Linked DNA regions of Mus musculus: region 1 is linked to region 2. Evidence: chromatin contacts called from public Hi-C data. All regions are on one chromosome and are shown on one strand. The core of a region is the stretch at or near the end of the contact, and the rest is flanking DNA. Distances in the headings are between cores, read along the strand shown. Region 1 has its middle 120 kb from the start of Gm46516. Region 2 overlaps Sntb1 (syntrophin, basic 1).

Region 1 (4,976 bases), core at 2,443-4,942, 270 kb before region 2:
TTGTTTGTCTGTTTTGTTTGGTTTTGTTTCATTTGGTTTTGGTTTTGGTGGTTGTTTTGATTTTGGTTTTTGTTTGTTTGTTTTTGGTTTTGTTAGGTTGATGATGGTGGTTTTTTGTTGTTTTGTTTGTTTGTTTGTTTGTTTGTTTGTTTTACAGTTCTGGTGATTAATTCTGGGCCATCATTCTACCACTGAGCTACCATCCCACCAGAACTGTAAGGATCTTTTCAGTTAGGAATGATGAAAAAACAGTTGATTTCCGCCCAACCCTTGACTCTAAATGCAGGAAATTGATGTGTTGATGCAATTTCCTAGGAAAATAGACACATCTTAGTTAACAAAAGCATCTCTTCAGCTTACATGCTGTGTGATATTAGCCCATCCATTAAACCTGCTTAAGCTATACTGTCTTCCTATGTAATAAAAGTCATTTTGAATGTTATAGATGAGATACAAAGGGGTCCTAGAGTATTATAGGTGCTTAGGAAGGGGCAGTTTAGTAACACAGTCATGATGGATGCACTGAATTCTGTATGACAAATGGCTCAATAGAAAAATATGAATTTTCCTCCACTGTATTTCTTGGAGTTTCCCACAGAGCATCTTTCATGCACTAAACTTCCAGGGGTGGGTTTTGGGGGTATTGGGAAATTGAGATCTAATATTTGAAAGATGTTTTCCAGTCCTTATTGCACTCAGATGTACACAAACCCCAGATCACAGGATTCCTTTTTACTAAAGTCCTAGCTTGGCCCCAGTAAGGAATAAGATAAAGAAGCCGTGGGTGAATGTAAGCTTGGAAACCAAAACTAGAGTTTGGTGGGTGTATGAGTTCAATAAAGATGAAGTAATGTGTGAACGCCTTAATTATGATTGGATAAAAGTAGCTTAAAAACCCCAGTCTAGCCATCCCAATTCACTCACTCCCAGAGTCCCATGGAGATGCCATCATGCTGAGATCAACCTACCCAGACGTCCACTATCTTGCAAATCTTACCTGATGTGCCACCATCTATGACATTGGGCCAGACAGGAGGTTAGTGAAGTGTGTGTGTGAAAGAATGTGATCCCATTTTGCTACTTGTTACTACTTATGAATAAATAGCTATAACCTAACCTCCCAGTCCCAGGCTTCCTTCTCGCCTCTGTCCTCAATCCCGACTCATGACAGTCCTGCATTTTTGCCTAGTAACCAGGATAATCTACTTGCTGCTCTCCCTCAAAAAAAAAAAAAAATGAGGAAGGGGAATCTCAATATAAGATTAAGGACAACCAAATGCATTGCACTGCCAACCCTCGGATCAATGTCCACTCTCAGATCTTTTAGCTTCCTCTTGCTAACAAAGGCTATAAAGTTGGTAGCTAACTTCAAATCCCAGAGACTGCTGAGATTCTATAAATAGTTCCTTAATCACTTCCTCTCCACTTGATGATGTTTTCAGGGAAATGATTATAGGACTTCCCTACCCAATGAGTGAACAAAAAAGCCAAGGTCATTCTGAATGAGAAGTCCTAACTCTATAATTGAGCTATTAATGAAACTCATGCTCAAATCCAGCTCCTCTCTAATGGGGTACTTTTTGCCTATTGTTTTTCCACTGGCCAGAATGTATGATACCAACTTTGGCCACACCTCTGCAGTCTGATCACGGAGGCTCATAGTCCACAGACGAGCCTCTGGTACCTGATCGGCACCTCTGATGGATGGCACTCTTTCTGTCACAAGGGACCATTAAGCTAAAAGCAAATGCCCTCCCTCACCATGAGACGGCCTGGTCAGGCACATGGCTTCATGCAGCTTAGGGTGAAGTTAGTGGCTATGCTGTCACTGGCCTGATTCCTAGACTGCTTGGATTACCACCCAAACTCCGCTCTCCTGAAAAGTACCTATTCTGGAAAGTGTAGGTCTGGGGAGCCACCTGCTTATTTTTATGTTCTAATTATTCTACTGTGGTCAAAGATCTTAATCTTCCTGTTATCAATTACTGGGCCTTACGAAATCCATTTTTATAAGCTTGTAAAGAATGCTTAGAAAGTATTGGGTTCTGTGTGTTAATTGTGTGTATAAATCTCGTTTTTTTTCTTTTTAATTGTTGATCACTGTCTTTTTAAAATGTATTGAGGTAAATTTCTTAAAATATCTTATAATGAGAGTAGAATTATGAATTTGTCCTTTGTAGTACTGGGCTCTTGCTTTCTTCTTTGCAAAGCTACATTATTAAATTTGTAAAATACCCCTGAGTATTACATACTTTTACTTTGTCAGCATTTACCAGGGTCAAACTTCTCAGATTTTAGTTTATTATTTCATTTTTTTACCTAATGTTAATAATGCTAAATTATCTTTAGTTTTAATATTAATTTCTTGGTGTGTTTTTTACTCAGGCCATTTTACAGAAACTAACCGTACTGTTTTGCGACTTGGATATGTCTTTTACAGTGAACATATAAGTGGACTTTTTCTGGAATAAAGGTATATTCATTCAACAATTAACGGTGAGTGTATCTTATCATCTGAGGCTGCAGCTAGTTGTCCTGGGGATTCCCTATAATCTCTAAGGAGGCCCACAGACTCACCTGATTTAACCTGGATTTCTTTCCTTATCCAGAAACTGACCAGGACCTACAGTAGTGTGGACTTTTCTGAACTTTCTTCTCCATCTTCCTTGATATCATCTATTATTTGTACTTTGATTTCATTTTTAGGTACAAGGTTTTAGTAATTACTTATTCTGTTGAATCAGCAAATTTTTCAATTAGAATCGCCTCATCTTGTTTGTAAAGATAAGTTTAATTAATGCTAGGTCATTTCATCCATAAAAGCTTCTTAAATGAATATACATAAACTACAACGGAGACATGGAGACAGAAGGCCTAAATGACTCCCCTCCTTCTGAAGTAGCTTCTATGTCCCCCAGTATACCTCCTGAACTGTGGCAGGAGTCTCCAGTGTCATGACACAGGCAAGCCACATACTAAACCTGGGGAGTCCCCCCGGAGAGTGGTAGCCAAGCTCAGGTAGGACAGCCAAGAAGCACAAGCTGTAGCTGCCTACTAATCAAAGAAGTTGTAATTGTTTTAAAATATGTTAGGTCATTTCATTAAAAATTAACGTTAACTGTTGGCCTGAATCCAGAAGAGTGGGAAAATGCACTGTAGGGTGATAGTCCTAACACTTTACCCAGAGGTTCTCATGACTCTGTCCTAAGATCAAGAAAATCCCTATGGCTTAGAGACTTTGAGCCACTGGGTACACAGACAGAAACTGAATAAAGACCACTTTCCTCAAATAATGATGAGTTTAGTACAACCCAACACTTACAGTAATCGTTCAGATGGGACAAATCTTTACCATCCTCTAAAACCTGCCGCAAAGGGCCATGGGATTCTCTGCTGTAACACAGAAGAACTGCGAAGGTTATTCCACTGGCTTTCGTGGGTATTAATCCTACCCTGTTTAGTCTCTTCAGCTGGTAGGAGCCCTTTGGGGGCACGTTAAGATAGCACAAACGCACAGCCCTTCTCAAGAATATATATCACATACATATATTTTCACCACTAAAGTCTTATCATATGATCCGCCCTCTCTGAAGTAAGTCTGTTCTACCTGTGGGACCATTGGTATTCAGGGAAACAAACACCAAACACCCTAGGGCTTCACTTTGTCCGGTGTTACCACCTGGTGCCAATAGATGGCAGCAATACCAAGGGACTGCGTAGCCATGGCCGCGGGGAATGTTTTGTGTTACCTTTTCAGTCTAGGTTGTTTTGGTTTTAAGGGCTCAGATCTGTGCCCAGGAAAACATGGTGGTGGGTAGATAAACAGCCTGGAAAATCCTCTCTATTGTCTCACTTCATGTCTTCTCCCACTGTTTCCTGCCAGAGAACTGCTTTCTGGGGTCAAAATTCCCTCTAGGCAGAGTGTGAGGAAATACTAATACATTGCCATCTTCTGTCGGTCTAACACTAGAGTTTGATTGTTCTAATGATACAAGAAGGATAAAAACCTACTGGAGCAAAGAGTCTGTGTCACGTGGTTTGTGCGAGCATATTTGAAGGCGCCTTGGACAATACGATCCCTCTCCCCCTCCCCCTCCCTTCCCCCCCTCTCCCTCTCCCCCCACCCCCCCCCCCTCTCTCTCTCTCTCATATTTTTTTTCTAACTTTAGCCCAGATTGCTTCATTCAGGAGGACTTAAAATTGCTCACCTTACATAAACTCAAGGATAACGCACAAAAGGGAAGAAAGGGGGATTCCCATTGATGAGATTTGAACTAGATAAAATATCTGAAGACTTTCCTGGGAGAAGAAGAAAAATAAAAGGAAAAAGGAAAAAACAGTGGGTTGTCCTAAAGGAACCAACTTCCACTGAGCTGGGTAGAGTTCTCTTGACCAATAGTCGGCTCTGGTTGACTAATGAGAACAGAAAGGACATGATAACACAGCTGCCACAGAAGCAGAGACACAAACCCCACTGCCCTGTCTTCTTCATCAGTAATCAAGATGGTTTCTGAAGCAGAAGGAAGTTCTTCAAGGAACTGGTAGGCCTTGACAATGAAGTCCTTATCTTGACGTGGGCAATAGGGGTATTTCTGGTACTTTTGAGTATAATCTAATATTAGCCAAAATAGCTACCCGTCAAAGACAATGCTGCTAAGCATAGCTTCCCTTTTATTATTTTTGCATTCATTTTACCCAAATTCTGTTTTCTCACCTCAAGTGACCCCTCAAAGAATGCTCTATAGGAACCGAAAAGCCCAGTCTGAATCAGACCTACCTTGTTTCATGTATCGTTTTGTGTTTGTAATAAGCTTAGCCCAGATACTGTGTCTCTTTAACTCTAGGCCTGCCATTGTGTGTTGTTAGTAGACCAGAGTTCAGAGCTCGCTCACTATCACGCAAAATACATTTAATAATCATGGTATACAATCTGATAAGCAAGCCATCTTTCAAATGGACCCGAGTGTCCTCCAAAA
Region 2 (5,134 bases), core at 2,582-5,081:
TGAAAGAATCTGGCATTGATCTCTAGTCTCTACACATATGAACATACATACATACATACATACATACATACACATATAGGTGCATACTCACAAAAACACCTATGCACACAAATACCACATACATATGAAAATGATAATAATCAAGGCAGATAGTTTAAAAGAAAGTGGAAATCAGGTTTATTGCTCAGTAGTAGTTATTCATCATTGAGTTTATATAGCCTGTCTGAAGGCCTGTTTGGCAATTCACATCTGAAATCCCAGGAACTTGTTCTCATTATTAAGTTGGTAATGTCTGCCAGTCTGTTTGTCAATCACCTCTCTCCACATCTCCTGCTGGAAAGATGTTGGAATGCCTCGTTTTCTGGGTGATTCTCCACTGCTCTGTTACATTTGTTCGGACTTAGTTTTCTGCACTTCTTTTCAGTAGCCTTTGTTTACATTTCGGCTATCAGAGCGTGGCTCTTTCAGCTGTCTGATGTTCCCTGCTCATCGAATTTTCTTCTTGTTTTTGTGAATGTCACATTTTCCGTTAGCTCCGCGAGACTGTTAATTAGCTGATTTTTACTGTGCTCTTTGCTCTTTCCTCTGCTGGCTGATTGCTTTAGAAGCATCTTCATCCTCCCTGCTGGAGGCTTCCCTCAACTGTCTGTTGGCCCCTTGTTATCTGGTCTTTATTTAGATAGAGACTAAGAAGCCTATTAAAGCCTGTGTCAGTAGGCAGTTGTAGACTTATTGCTGGGCAAGCTTCCCATATGAGCAGGCTACCTCTGATTCTGAAGTGTGTGTTTAGAAGCTTTTGCTGGCTCTATTCACTTAGGCTGGAATCATTCGCCTACTCTTCCTTTGGTGTGGATGGGCAATGGAAAGTGGGAAAATACCCGGCTGTGATTTTTTTTTCTAAAAGTCCCAACGTATAACATATAGAGTGCTCTGAGGACTCTTGTTTTGAGCCCTATTCATCTCTAGAGGTTCTGTGTCATGTAGCTCCAACAGCTGCCTCCTAGCTGACATCTTCTCTGTGCCCCTTCATGTTATAATTCCCTGTGTCCTTTCTCTACTCTACAAAATCCATCAACTCATTCATTGTTGCCAGTCTTTCCAATGCATGTTGAAAAGGTGTCCCTCTCCTTCTCCTTTGAGTTTAGACCTAGTTTGCTGGGCCCTTGGGAAGAAACGGTTAACATGAATGACCAAGCCACACAGTGATTTGCTTAACCAGGATCTTTGCATAATTTACGACTTTGTATACAGCAAGCACACAAAAGGTTTGTTTTAATGAGCCCAGAAGACTTTTCTTTGCCCTGCTATTTTTAAGAAAATCTATTTCCTTCATAAATAAACTTAATCATCTACACTAATTATCCAGTGAGGTATGAATTAGTAAGGCTTCTGTAACAACATAGCACTGAGAGAGAGAGGGGGAGGAGAGAGAGAGAGAGAGAGAGAGAGAGAGAGAAGAAATCTCTGGTTTGCATTAAGAAAGTATTTAGAGGTCTCATCAAGCAAGATTCCATGATTCATGGATATACGGGTCTACAGGTCCACATGAGTTCATCTTAGCTCATTCTTGTACAGTAAGTAACATTCCAAGAAATTTTAAGTTTCTCCTTTTGTGAGAGCTTTTGGAGAGTTTGAACTTGACCTTCTGGGTGTAGAGGAGTTTTGCTAATGTTGACTCTCAAAATACAGGTCTTGTTCTTTTGCTCTTGATCCATTAATTGAACTCCATTTGGTTTGCAAATAACTGCCCTGGGATTTTCCAGCCGCGATAATGATGGCTCTGAAAATAACCCCAGACTTATCATGCAGACACCCTCTATTCAAGCAGGTATCCCCTGTGCGAGCGACTCAACAGTACGATGGGAATTCACATAGAGACCCTGTTCTTCCTTTCCATATGTGCGGAATTTTTTTTCCTGAGTGGGGAAAGGAGTTGGGACACACATTACTGTGGCTATTCCTGCTTGATGGTGTAAAGTGTGTGCCTCCTTTGTTCTTAAACGATGCTTGAATGTGAATTTTGATACTGTTGGTTCATTGAATTTGTGTTTCCTTGTTTCATTTTGTTTGAGTTTAGTTTTGGTGATAGAATCTCATGACGTTGCCTGGCAGGCCCAGAATTTTCAATATTCTTGCTGTAGCTTCCTTTCTGTGTGCCAAGATGACATGCATATGTCACCATACCCAGCCTTGTCTGTCTCTCAAGTCTCAACTCTTAAGTAGCTTTGTTTATTTAAATTCTACTCTGTATGCCATGGTTTGCTTTTACATTTGTTCAATATCTAACAGTAGCACGAGAAACCACTCGTTGAATACAAAAGGATGGTCGAGAAACTATCAGTCTCAATGCTAGGATACAAGTTTCATCCTTGAAGAATTCACAGACAGCACTTAACATGGGGGCATTCTTGTTTCCTGAGCATCGTCTTTGTAGATGAACCTTATCCCACTGTGACTCGGCAGCACAAGTAATATTTACTTGAATAGCCACACATAAAGAACCAACACATACGCAGATCTTAGCAGCCCCAGGAAGCTGTTACCACCCCAGGCTTAGGAGGCAATAGAGATGAGTAGCTCTGGAACTGGGAGAGTCCCAGCTCAGATGACAGACAGGCCACTGCTCCAACATTTCTCTTCTGCTTTCACATCTTCCCATTAATGCTTCCAATGGAAGCTAGAGTCCAGGAAGCCAACATAGCATCACTTAATACGTAGAATTTGGGATCTTGGAACACAGAGCAAGTCAAACTAAGAATCTAGAGCCAAAACCAGACAACAACAAAAAATTAATTATAAGAACATAGTGTGTTTAGAATGAGACCATGTCTCAATAATGAATGGTATTGAATTTCATCTCTTTGATGTCAGGTCTGACGTATACAAATCAAGGCATGAGAACATGCTAATAACCCAAACTCTGACTTCAATGGAGAAGTCACTTTGGATAGCCCCAAATCATATGTATAGATTCTTGTTTAATAGTAAGTCACACCCCATTGTAGAGTTCCATAAAGAATTTTTTTTAAAGAAGGATGTGGTGGAACATGTCTGTAATCTCAGAACTTGGCAGAAAGATCAGAAGTCCAATGTTCACTGCCAGCCTCAAACTATGTAGTGAATTCCAGGCTGACCTGGGCTAAATGAGACTGTTTGTTTGTTTGTTTGTTTGTTTGTTTGTTTGTTTGTTTGTTTTTGAGACAAGATTCCTCTATGTAGCCCTGCCTCTCCTGGAACTTGCTTTGTAGACCAAACTGGCCTCAAACTCATAGACATCTGCCTGCCTCTGCCTCCCAAGTGTTAGGATTAAAGGCATGGGCTACCATGCCCAGCTAGAAACCCATTTTAACAATAACAAAATGATTCATTTTAACTACTATGATGCATGGAAGATAAGACAGTTTATTTGGGGCAAATTGGAAGCTATAGGAATCTAATATATCAGGAAGTGGTCAGTGTCACAAAGCTCTAAATAGGATTTGAGCGGAATACTATACTGTCCAGGGAAAGTGTAAGAGGTTTAAAGGGAACTTCTTCCAATGTGGCAAAGCCATGGGTTGCAGAAGACACAGTTAAGAAGGCTGCTGTCACCATATCAAGCTTGCTTTGGTAGTGAAATATCTACTATGAAAAGGTACTGCCTAAACAGAGAGAGAGGGAAGGAGGTACATATCAACAATGCTTATGCATCAGGAGGAACCAGATGTCCCACAAAACCTTAATACTAATTCACTTTCCTCTAAAATGACAAATTACTCACCGTCCCTTCTGTGTGACCTTTCACTCCCAGTGTGAGGTGCTCTCTTTGTCCATCTGGACTCTCGAAGTCTCTGTTAGGAAACACATAAGCAATGCCAAGCACTGCAACTTGGTCTCATTGCTGCCGTATTAGGAAACATTCGGACCACAGGAAAATGTTTCCATGTTTCCTGGAAACGAGACACCAGATCCAGAAATTGAAGCTCACAGAGCTATTTTCTCAAGCCCTCTAACAATATATATATATATATATTTGTTTCTTTATGTATTGTACAGTCATGAAAAGATGATTAACTTTCAGGCCAGGCCAGACTAGGTCTGAGAACTTGCTTTTCCATTTATTATCATAGTGACTTTTAACAATTCACTTCTTGGATTGTTTTAAGGGTCGGTGATGCTCTATGCATGTACAATAGTTAAAGGAAATAACCTGACGTTCGCCTAGCCCATGGCATACAGTAAACACTTAGCAACTTGAGCTATTTTCTCAAGCCCTCTAACAATATATATATATATATATATATATATATATATATATTTGTTTCTTTATGTATTGTACAGTCATGAAAAGATGATTAACTTTGTATTGTTTCCCTCTTCTTAGGAAAAAAAAACTATATGGCCTTACTCAGAATATCAGAAGATACTTGTAGTGTTATGAAGAAATGTTAGGAAATTTTTAGTCTCTGCTAAGTGTTGGATAGCCTATTTTGTTTGTTTGCTTGTTTTAGTTTGGTTTGGTTCTTTGTTTATTTGGTTTTGTTTTTCATTTCTTTTAAATAAATTGACAGTTATAAAGCACTGCTTCAGTCAATGAACACCACATCATGACTTTATACATTTCTGTCTGATCTTATATCTATAAAGCTGACACTCTGAAGAATAGAGTCAGTTTGAAAATAGCATCTTTAATTTCTCCAGGAAGCACAGATGTAGGCTTTTAATTACTACAGAGATGTAGGATCCTACCCAGGCTACATACAGTCTTACAGAAATACCCCCAATAAATTCTGAAGCTACAGTTTTCCCACATTACTGTCATATATGCGGGAAATAAAATTATTATAGCAAGCAGGACGGCTGAGCCAGAGTGGAAAATTGAACCTAGATATTCCCTGTTGATCCCAGAAGAGTCCCACAGTCCTGCTGGCTTCCAGGGTTTTCAGGCCTGCTGTGGTTGTTCCTGGGTACAGAGCTGTCAGATGTCCGTGTGCAACCGGCAACACTGAACATGTCCTTTGATCATTTTTATCTTCTGTTACAGATGTCCACCTTTTCTTTCTGTGTCGTTATGGGTGGGTGACTATACTATTTTGAGTCATGGGCTTATAGGTTTTGAATCCAAGGAATAGAAAAAAGCTAACTGGAATCAACC

Evidence for each region. A called contact is a pair of places that touch in the nucleus more often than the background predicts.
Region 1: a Hi-C map of liver shows a contact between it and region 2, with 5 times the contacts expected there. The contact joins two enhancer-like sites. A contact is called at or near these places in 1 of 15 datasets of contacts at CTCF or cohesin (pro-B cells), 2 of 484 Hi-C or Micro-C datasets (CD8 T cells and liver) and 1 of 115 datasets of contacts at active chromatin or transcription factors (VIP interneurons).

What each region holds. Positions count from the first base shown.
Region 1 is chr15:56,045,792-56,050,767 of GRCm38.p6, reverse strand. No RefSeq gene overlaps it. Among named protein-coding and RNA genes, the nearest start is that of Gm46516, 120 kb to the right of the region's middle. Within about 2 kb of position 3,692, at least 30 of the 459 cell types and tissues checked have an H3K27ac peak or open chromatin away from gene starts, as enhancers often do. A contact at or near this core is called in liver, where this site is marked.
Region 2 is chr15:55,775,423-55,780,556 of GRCm38.p6, reverse strand. The region is part of intron 2 of Sntb1 (syntrophin, basic 1); the gene reads left to right. Among named protein-coding and RNA genes, the nearest start is that of Sntb1, 130 kb to the left of the region's middle. Within about 2 kb of position 3,831, at least 4 of the 459 cell types and tissues checked have an H3K27ac peak or open chromatin away from gene starts, as enhancers often do. A contact at or near this core is called in liver, where this site is marked.